Regions from separate parts of the Sus scrofa genome. Here regions 1 and 3 are each linked to region 2. Evidence: chromatin contacts called from public Hi-C data. All regions are on one chromosome and are shown on one strand. The core of a region is the stretch at or near the end of the contact, and the rest is flanking DNA. Distances in the headings are between cores, read along the strand shown.

What was found. A called contact is a pair of places that touch in the nucleus more often than the background predicts.
Region 1: a Hi-C map of epiblast stem cells shows a contact between it and region 2, with 2.4 times the contacts expected there. The contact joins the promoter of WNK2 here to the promoter of NINJ1 in region 2.
Region 3: a Hi-C map of liver shows a contact between it and region 2, with 2.8 times the contacts expected there. The contact joins the promoter of CARD19 here to the promoter of NINJ1 in region 2. A contact is called at or near these places in 1 of 5 promoter capture datasets (liver), 5 of 47 Hi-C or Micro-C datasets (fetal skeletal muscle, heart right ventricle, liver and 1 more) and 1 of 2 datasets of contacts at active chromatin or transcription factors (alveolar macrophages).

The regions. Positions count from the first base shown.
Region 1 is chr3:42,710,032-42,712,886 of Sscrofa11.1, reverse strand. It overlaps WNK2 (serine/threonine-protein kinase WNK2), which reads right to left and starts at 1,499. Exons shown (of 30, transcript XR_002342931.1): 1 at 1,247-1,499; 2 at 15-715.
Region 2 is chr3:42,671,306-42,674,489 of Sscrofa11.1, reverse strand. NINJ1 (ninjurin-1) reads left to right here and starts at 1,660. Exons shown (of 4, transcript XM_021088145.1): 1 at 1,660-1,822. The coding sequence starts at 1,748.
Region 3 is chr3:42,632,151-42,634,969 of Sscrofa11.1, reverse strand. It overlaps CARD19 (caspase recruitment domain family member 19), which reads right to left and starts at 1,454. Exons shown (of 6, transcript NM_001244277.1): 1 at 1,328-1,454. The coding sequence starts at 1,334.

The DNA of each region.
Region 1 (2,855 bases), core at 250-2,749, 39 kb before region 2:
ATGCCAGAACGCACTTGCCCACCTGCAGTCAGCGCGTCCCTCACCTGCAGCTCACACCAGGCTACCTCCACCCAGGTCTCAGTGTCCAGCCCCTTGTAGACCGTCTTGAAGGAGCCTCGGCCAAGCTCAATGTCGAACTTGAGGAAGCGGCCATCCAGGGAGGTGGCCACGGCCTTGAGGTCATCCTCGTCGTCCTCCTCCTCCTCGGGCTCCTCCCGGCGTGTGCGCCCGAGCTCAGGCCTCGCCTCGGGCGCCCCAGCGTCCTCCTTCTTCGCAGCTTCCGCCTCCTCCTCGCTGGGGCCACCATCCGGGACCGGCGTGGGCGCGGGGTCTGGGCCAGGCTCCTGCGTGCCAGCAGGCTCGGGGACCGGGTCGGCAAGGGCGCCCGGCGGCGCTGCAGGCGCGGCAGGAGCGGGGGCAGCCGGGCGTCCGCGGGCGCGCTCAGCGATGAGGCGGCGCGTCTTGCAGAGCAGCAGCACCCTGCGCTGCAGCGGCTGCGGGGGCTGCGCGCCCGGGGCCTCGGCAGCCTCCAGGCCCGGCGGCTCCTCTTGGTCCGACTCCACCACGCTGCGCCGCAGGAAACGCTGGGGCCCGGGCCGCGCCGCCCGCGCCCGCGGCACCGCCGCGGGCTCCGCCATGCCCGCGGGCCCCGCACCGCGCCCGGCCTCCATCAGTGCGCCGGGGGCTTCTCGGCGGCCGCCATCGTCGTCCATCTCTGCGGGCAAGGACACAGAGGCTGGTGTGAGCTCGGGCCCGCCGCACCTGCCCGGGCTGTGGGATGAGACAGCGCCGCCCCGGGGCCCGTTCCCTGTCCGCCCCGGCAGTGCAGAGGCCTACTGGGCAGTCTCTGAGGAGGGGGCTACAGGAGGCCGGGTTGGGTGGGAGGGGACCGTGCCCTCCTCAGGCCTGGGCCGCAGAGGGGGCCTGCTGGGATGTCCCAGGGGGGCCGGGAAGAGGGGCACCTGTGCCCTGCCCAGCCCCAGGAAAGGGGGCCTACTGGGATGTCCCTGGAGGTGGGAGGGGGTGAAGACAGGGCCGGGAGGCTCGGGCTAGGGGTGTGGGGGGCCCGTGTCCGGTTCAGCCCTGGGCCGCGGAGGGACGAAGGAGGTTGGGGGAGAGGGAGGTAATGGCCAGGCGGCTGCTCCACAAAGGACGGCGGCCCGGGGCGCAGGAGGGGCGAGCGGGGAGGGGGCTGCGGCGGCGCGGCGCGCACACAAAGGCGACGGGCGGGGGGCTCGGGACTCACAGGGTGAACGGGCGCCGTCCATGCCCGCGGCCCGGCAGCCAGGACCGGCGAGGCCGCGCTCAGGGCCGGTATCGGGGCTGGGGTCCGCGCTCGGTCCGGGGTCGCTCTCAGAGCCAGGATCCGCGCTCCGGGCCCAGGTCACCTCGGCGCCGGGTCGCGGCGCTTCTCCCTCGGGCCGGCCCGCTGCGGGGCCGCGCTCCCGCGTGCTGCTCCGGCTCCGCGCGGCTGCGCTCCCGCACCGCCTCCGACCCGGCGCGCGAGAAGGGCGGGGCATTCGGCTGCCCGCCCCCGGTTGGCGCGGCGGGGCGGGGCCTGGCACGCCCACCTGGCCTCGGGTGCGCGCGGCCACCTGCGGGCGGGCCCCCGGGCCACCCAGGCCCGCTTCGGCCCTCAAGCTACCTGCTCCAGGAGGCACTACTGGCCCCCCGTCCTCGAGGCTTTTTGGAATGCTCCGGGAGGCTGCTGGCCCCGATGGCCTGTTATTCCCCCCTGCAGAACTGGCTTGGCCTTCCTGGTTTGTCCACCTGGAGTAGCTGCCGATTTCTTCAAGACGCGTTCAGTCCAGAAAGACACCCTAAGTTCAAGCCTATCCGTTTCAAGCTTGCCCATGACGGATGTGCCTAGGTCTGTCAAAGGAAAACTGAGAAGGGATGAAGCGAAGCGTACTACAGACGGATGCATGCAAGCCAGTCCGGCCTTCGTGCTCCCTGGGACAAGCTAGTGGCATATGGGCATCATGCCTGCCTGATGATGGAGGAGACGGCTGGCAATTCACATCATCACTTGCAGGCTGCTGCCCACCCACAGCTGGCAGATGTGCATAATATGGCATCAGTATCCCTACACATCGCAGGGGAAGCCCAGGCTCTGGGAAACTGGGAAGCACTGCCCCTGACTGAGTGCTATGTGCTCTCTGAGCCATTAGGGGTAGTTTTGGGCAGCTCTGCCTTACAGGCTTCTCATGACAAGGAACCCACTTTCTCTGCTGATGCATGACCATGAGTACACAGCTAAGCAGCTAAGACAGTTTGCTCATTCATGAGATACATATAATGGTCAGAGCACAGCTGGATTTCAACACATGCTCACGAAGACAGAAAGGAAGACAGGGCTCACGCTCTGCCTCTGCTCCAGTCAGTCCCCAGCATAGCCCACTGGTAGGAAGGTTAGGGTCTGCCTTGCCCCCAGGGAGCCCAGTTAAGAGGTACTTTTTGGAGCAGGTCTGACTTTGACTATTCTCAGGAGCACGCCGTCAGTCTAGTACAGCCCCTGAGGGCCACTTCCCTGGGTGCCTCACTCAGGCCACAGCATGGAGAGGTGGCACTCACTTGAAAACTATGCAGGCCCCACCCCAAAGGCAGGTGAAACAGCAGGGAGCCTAGGTCCCAAAAGCGGACAGGGGCCAATGGGGAAGACCGTGTTAGGAGAGCAGAGCAGGGAGGCAGCAGGGGTATCCTGGAGTGATGGGGACAGGGCACCTGAAGGAAGGGGTTGGGGCAGATGGATGGGTGGGGACACTTGGGCCACCCAAGCTTAGGCTCCTAGGCTCTGGAGGCTCCTGCAACTCTCTCTGAAAATGATGGGAAGGGCAAATGATGGGGCCCCTGGG
Region 2 (3,184 bases), core at 411-2,910:
CTCCAGGCCAATGTCACTTACCACTTTCTGACCTTGAGCACTGCTGCTTACCCCCTGTGATCGTTGGTTTATAAGGAGGGGTTAAATTCATGCCCACATGGCCTTGGTCAAATGCCTGTGCTAAAAGCAGGACCTCCCCCTCACAGATGGGGAAGCTGACTCACAGGGAGGTCAAGCCACCTGCCTAAGGTCACACAGCTTCTAATGGCAGTTCAGGGTCATAGGGTCCTACAGCAGCCAGGAAACAGAGCTCTGACAGAGGCCACTGCACCTCCCCAAGGTGGCTGGAAGGATGGAGGGGGCTGGTTGCTCTCCCTTGAGAGGGGCTGGGGGCGGGTGCAACTAGGAAGAGTGAAAATCAGCCAGGCCTGAGGGCTGCGTCAGGGTCAGGACAGAACATGACGGAACACAGGGGCCTGGACGTACACATACCCTCCGAGGGAGATAACGCCTGTCCCCTCCCCACCAATCTGGCTTCTGGGAAAGGCCCGGGTCCTGGGGAACAAGGGCCGACTGAGCCAAGGGCTGGAGGAACCAACACGCTCTGGCTAGGTTGAGCGGTTGGCTCTGGCACAGGGTGCTGCCCCAAGCAAGGGGGCCCTGCCTCCCGCCTGAAGACACAGAGGCTGCTTCATGAGGCGCGGAGAGGGTACTGGCACAAAGTGGGCCCAACCTGCGGTGATCCTTCTCTGCCTTCCCCTTCCCTCTGCTCCTGTCAGAAGCCTTCACACACCCATTTCCTGGCCGAGAAAGCTCGCAGGCTCAGAGTGAGTTGGGCCCAGACAACTTATTGACCCAGGTTTCTTCTGCGGGGCGGGAGAGGTATTGGTGAGATCCTCACCGGGGCCCCCAGGGTGAGTCTCGCTGGGCAATAACACCCTACCTAACTGGCGCGCCAGGCAGTTAGTGAAGTAGCTGGGGAAAGGATTTTTCCCTCGCTTTAAGGATTAAAAGTGACAAGATCCTGCTGTGTAGCACTGGGAACTATGGTCACTTTGTTGTTGTTGTTGTTTGTCCTTTAAGGGCCACACCCACGGCATATGGATGTTCCCAGGCTAGGGGTCAAATCGGAGCTGTAGCTGCCGGCCTACACCACAGCCACAGCAACACGGGATCAGAGCCGCACCTGCGACCTACACCACAGCTCATGGCAATGCCTTAACCCTCTGAGCGAGGCCAGGGATCCAACCCTCAACTTCATGTTTCCTAGTCGGATTCGCTTCCGCTGCGACAGGAGGGCAATTCCTGCTGGTCACCTATGATGGTTCATGATAATGTCAGAAAAAAGAATGTATACATATATGGGTCACCATGCTGTGCAGTAGAAAATTGACAGAACACTGTAAACCAGCTACAATGTAAAAAAAGAAAAAAAAATCATTATATAAAAACAAAAAGTGACAAGAGCACGGAGGGACGTCCGTTGCCCACCAACAGGCGAAGTAGGGGGCTTCCGAGAGTAGAAACCCAGGCCGGGGTCTCCTGCTCCTGCGCTCCACGGTGAATGGAGGCCCGGAGCCAGGCTACTCTATCGCCGCACCATGGACTCACGCCTCGGTGTCCCGCTGGCCGGGTCTTCAGGCCCCGGCTGGGGGCGGAGTGTGAGCGAGGCTGCACCCGCGGGGCTGGCCGAGGAGGCGGTTCCGGGGCGGGCCGGGGGCGGGCCGGGGGCGGGCTCGCAGCAGAGGGTCCGCGGCTGCAGGAAGCCGCGCGAAGGCCCAGAGTGAGGCTACTCTATCGCCGCACCATGGACTCACGCCTCGAAGATTATGAGCTCAACGGCGACCTGCGTCCGGTCTCGCCCAGCTCCCCAGACGCCTCGGTAAGTACCCCTCACCCCGCGCCGCTTCGCGACCTCGGCCCGCGCCCTCCCACTCTGGGCCCCGCACCCGGGATTCCAGGCACCTAGGGGCGCCAACAGGCTGCTACGCGGCGGCTGCGCTAAGCGTGGCTGTGGCCGCCACGCCGGGTGAGTCCCGCCCCCTACCCACGCGATTGGGGCCCAGCGGTGGTCCTGGGAATCCTGCCGCCCCGGCATGTGAGCAGGGGCGCGGGCGGGTTGGGGGGCTGCGATTCGCAGCCGGGGGCGGGTAGCGCCCACTCTGAACTTCTTAGCCGAAAGGCCTGGGCACCACCTTCCACTGCCTTCCTGCCTTGGCCCCTGACTTCCCGGCTCCCACACTGCCTTCCAATTCTGCATCTCCCGTTCGCCGCGCGCCGGGACTGGGCGGAGAGGATCCCGGCTTCTGGGCCCCTGGCCATCAGTGGGCAGACAGTTACGTCACCCACGGTGTCCACGGTGACTGCACAATCCTGTGCGTGCCCTGATGGAGAACTTGTGGTCGCTGTGGTACCGTCTCCTCTCTCCACCCCCAGATCCTCAGGCTGCCCAGAGCCTGCCCTGCTGGCTGTGGACATGGGGCAGGCCCTGGCAGAGGTCCCATATTAGAGCTAATACTCTCCCGCCCTGGGGTCCTGTCTCACTGCTAGGGCAGCCCCGGAGTATCAGTTCCTGACCGGCTTTGCCTGGGACCAGTGCTTCCCGAAGGCCTCTGTGGCGCAGTTCTGCATACTGCCCTCCGGTAACTTGTTGACTTTGGACATTCTTTCAATTTCTGACCCCCTGGGGATGGGGGCAGGGATGGTGGCCTCTCAGCCAAGTAAGCCAGACTAAGGCAGACAGAGACTGGCACTGCCCAGGTGTAGGTGACCAGTCCTAGATGATGTTGCAGTCACAGGCCACATTTAGGGGGTGAGGGGAGAACCTGTGAGGCAAGGCCCTAGACTGCAGAGTGGGACTCCCCGATGCCCCTGGCCCCCCATCGGTAATCCTTTCCACTCTTCTCCATCCTTGGAGGAGCCTTTCCAGGGCCCCAGCTATCTTGCTAGCTCTTCAGTAACGTCTCACAGCCCCTGGGTTGTCCCTAGGTTGGAGATGAGGAAACTGGGGACTGAGAAGAGCCTCCCCCACCCCAACCTCTGTGGCCTGCCCTGGCTGGTGAGCACTTTGGAGCAGTGGGCTGTGTGCCCTTGGGGAGGCTGCTTCACCTCTCTGTTCTGTCTCCTACCCATGATCTGAAAAGGGAGAACAAATGACCCCTGCCTACATTTGGGGAAGTGGGAAGAGCACATCAGGTAACACATGGCTGGGATGCTGGTTTGAAAGGGAAGGATTCAGCTCACC
Region 3 (2,819 bases), core at 205-2,704, 39 kb after region 2:
GTGAAGGTGGGGGCATAGACCCCTGAGCATGGAATATCCATACATAACTTTACAGTCGGCCCTGTGGATCCAAGATTCTATATCCTTGGATTCAACTAACCTCATATCACGTAGTAGTATAACATATTTATCAAAAAAAAAAAAAAGTCCACATACAAATGGATCCTCACAGTTGAAATTCCAGTTGTTCAAGGGTCAACTGTACTTAGAAACAGCAGCCACAGATAAAAAGGGTTCAGGGAGATGAGAACAGAGTGCATAACTGCTAGGGTCCCTTCTGGCTTCGGCTGGGACACTGATGTCCTGGAAATCACCAGGTTCCTGCCCAAGAAATCCTATTTGTGTGCAGGACTTGGGCTGGGTCTCCAGTGAGTGTTGGGGAGAGAACAGGGACTTCTGGGAACTCCCTGACCCCCTGGGCTACCCCTAGGTGACTTCTGCCTCATGAAGCAGAATAGTGGGGCCCTTGAAATGAAGTATCGCTTCTGGGAGCCACCACATTCCCTGACCACACTGTCATGGGCTCTGTCACCAGCCTGTCATTTTCATGGAGCTTCTCCTACAGGAGAAGGTCTACAGAAAAGGGCCACCCTGTTCAGTTAGGGTCAGGAAGGCAGTGGGCAGGTCCAGAGAGGTCCTGGGTGGGGTAGAGTGGATTGAGGGTAGGGGTGGGGGGTGTAGGTTGCTGGGCTGGAGACCCTGTCCTGGAAAAAGATGCTGGAGGGCCTTAAACAATCCAGTATGGAGCGCAAAGCGTGTGCACAATTCTCCTGGGCCTGTCCCCACTGGGCAAGGGGTGCAGAATGGGAGGTACCAGAGATTCCCCTGACTACCAACCACTGCCCAGGAATGAACCACCTGACGCCATTCTCAGTCTATTATCTCCTGATAGGAGCACATAGTAGAACCCAGAACCTAAAAGAGTATTCCTCGCACACCTTTGACTTTAACCTCCCACTGTCAGGCCACATCCCCAGCCCAGAATCTCCTGACCCACAGACATGCACTGATCCCTGCCTTCCCGACACCACCCAAGACCTGGCCCCCACTCACTAGAACCTTCCACGGCATGCCCTGGCCTCACCCCTCAGAACCATCCCAGGCCCAGCCTCTGTCGCCCAGAACCCTCCAGAGCCTGGCCTGGCCTCGTCCCCCAAGAAACTGGCCCCAGGCTGCACGCCGCTTTGCCGCGGTCCCGCCGTCACGGGCAAGGTCACTCCCGTCGCAGCGAGGGGCCTCCCCTGGGGTGGTATCGGGACACCGGACCCTACGGGCCACCGTGGCCGCGCGCCTGTCCCTGTCAGGCACGACCCCGGACAGCGCTCACCTGTCATGGCGGCGGCACAGCGTGCACCCAGCCGGCCCGTCCCCCTGCCGCCGTCTGTCTGTCTGGTTGTCCGGTCCGCTGCCCGTCAGCCCCGGTGACCGCCGCCCGCCCTGGCCCGCTCTTTCCCGGCGGGCCCCGCCCCCAGCATCATCGCGACTAAGTCCTAACCCTGCCCCTCACTTAGCCCGCCCTCTCCCGTTAGGCCCCGCCCACGGCGTCGGCGCCATCGCCGCCATCGCCGCCAGGGCTCTAAACGCCGCAGCTCCCTCCAGCCTGGTTTCCTAGCGCGTGGGAACAGACGCCGCTAGGAGCCCTTAGCCCCGCCCCGCACTGAGCCCGCCCCTCCCACTAGGCCCCGCCCACGGCGTCGGCGGCGTCGCCTCAAGGGTTCTAAACGCCGTACCTCCCCCGCAGCCCCGCTTCCTAAGGCGTGGTAATGGACGCCGCTAGGGGCCCTCGGCCCCGCCCCTCACCGAGCCAGCCCTTCCGGGCGGCCCTGACTTGGCTCTGTCACCGCTGGCGCTCTAAACCCACCCACACTGAGCCCACCCCCGCTGGCGCCACTACGCCTCTGCCACAGTCCTGCATCCCGCCCCTCTCTGAGCCCAGGAAGCCTTGGGCCTCATTCTTGCCAGGAAGAGATGCCCTCAGCTCCGCCCCTCACAGAGTTCCTCCCGCACCCCGCCTTTTCCCACGTGGTCCCGCCCCCAGTCTAGCCCCGCCCCTTTCGGCGCATGTCCTTTGCCGCTGCATCCTGAGCCCCGGCCCTCGCCGGATCCTCTGGGGCAACCTCGCGGGTCTCCTCCTCACTCCTCCCCGACCCCCCACCTTGGACCCGCTCTTGTTCCACCCTGTCTTGGTCTAGGGTGGGGGTAGCCAAGCTCCGGACCCCGCTAAGCGTTTCTGGACACGGTCTGCCATGCCATTGCCGCCACTCCTGGAATGAGGAAACTGGAGAATGGGTGCATTTGTCGGCTGGAAACCCCAAAATTCTTGGGCCGAGTCGTAGGAGGTCACCACACGGGCACCGTCCCTTCCTCAAACGCTGGGAGTGAACCTGGCCTGGCTTAACTGAGAGCCCAGCCCCGTCCTACCCCAGGCTACCTCAGACCTTGAGACAACGGGGTAGGAGGTCCGGGTAACCTGACTTGGCAGTGCGTTAGTGCAAGTCCAGGCCCTTCCTCTGCAAGCCGCGCACAGGCCACTTAGGGGCCTCCCGGACGGGGCCTGTTGTCCACTGGTGGAATGGCCTGACCCCCACCTCCATTATTTTGCATCTTTCATCCTGGATCATGGCTTTGCGGACAAAAAATGTTACCTATCATCCCAGTAAATAATGAAAGTTACCCGCCGTCAAGTCTTTAGCCACTACGCCACCACCACCACCCGAGGGGAATTTAAGATAGAGGAAAAACAAGTTACCGGCCCTGGATCATTAAGATGCATATCTAAGGAATACTTTTATTGAGGGAGATTCTAGCATCTTCGCAAA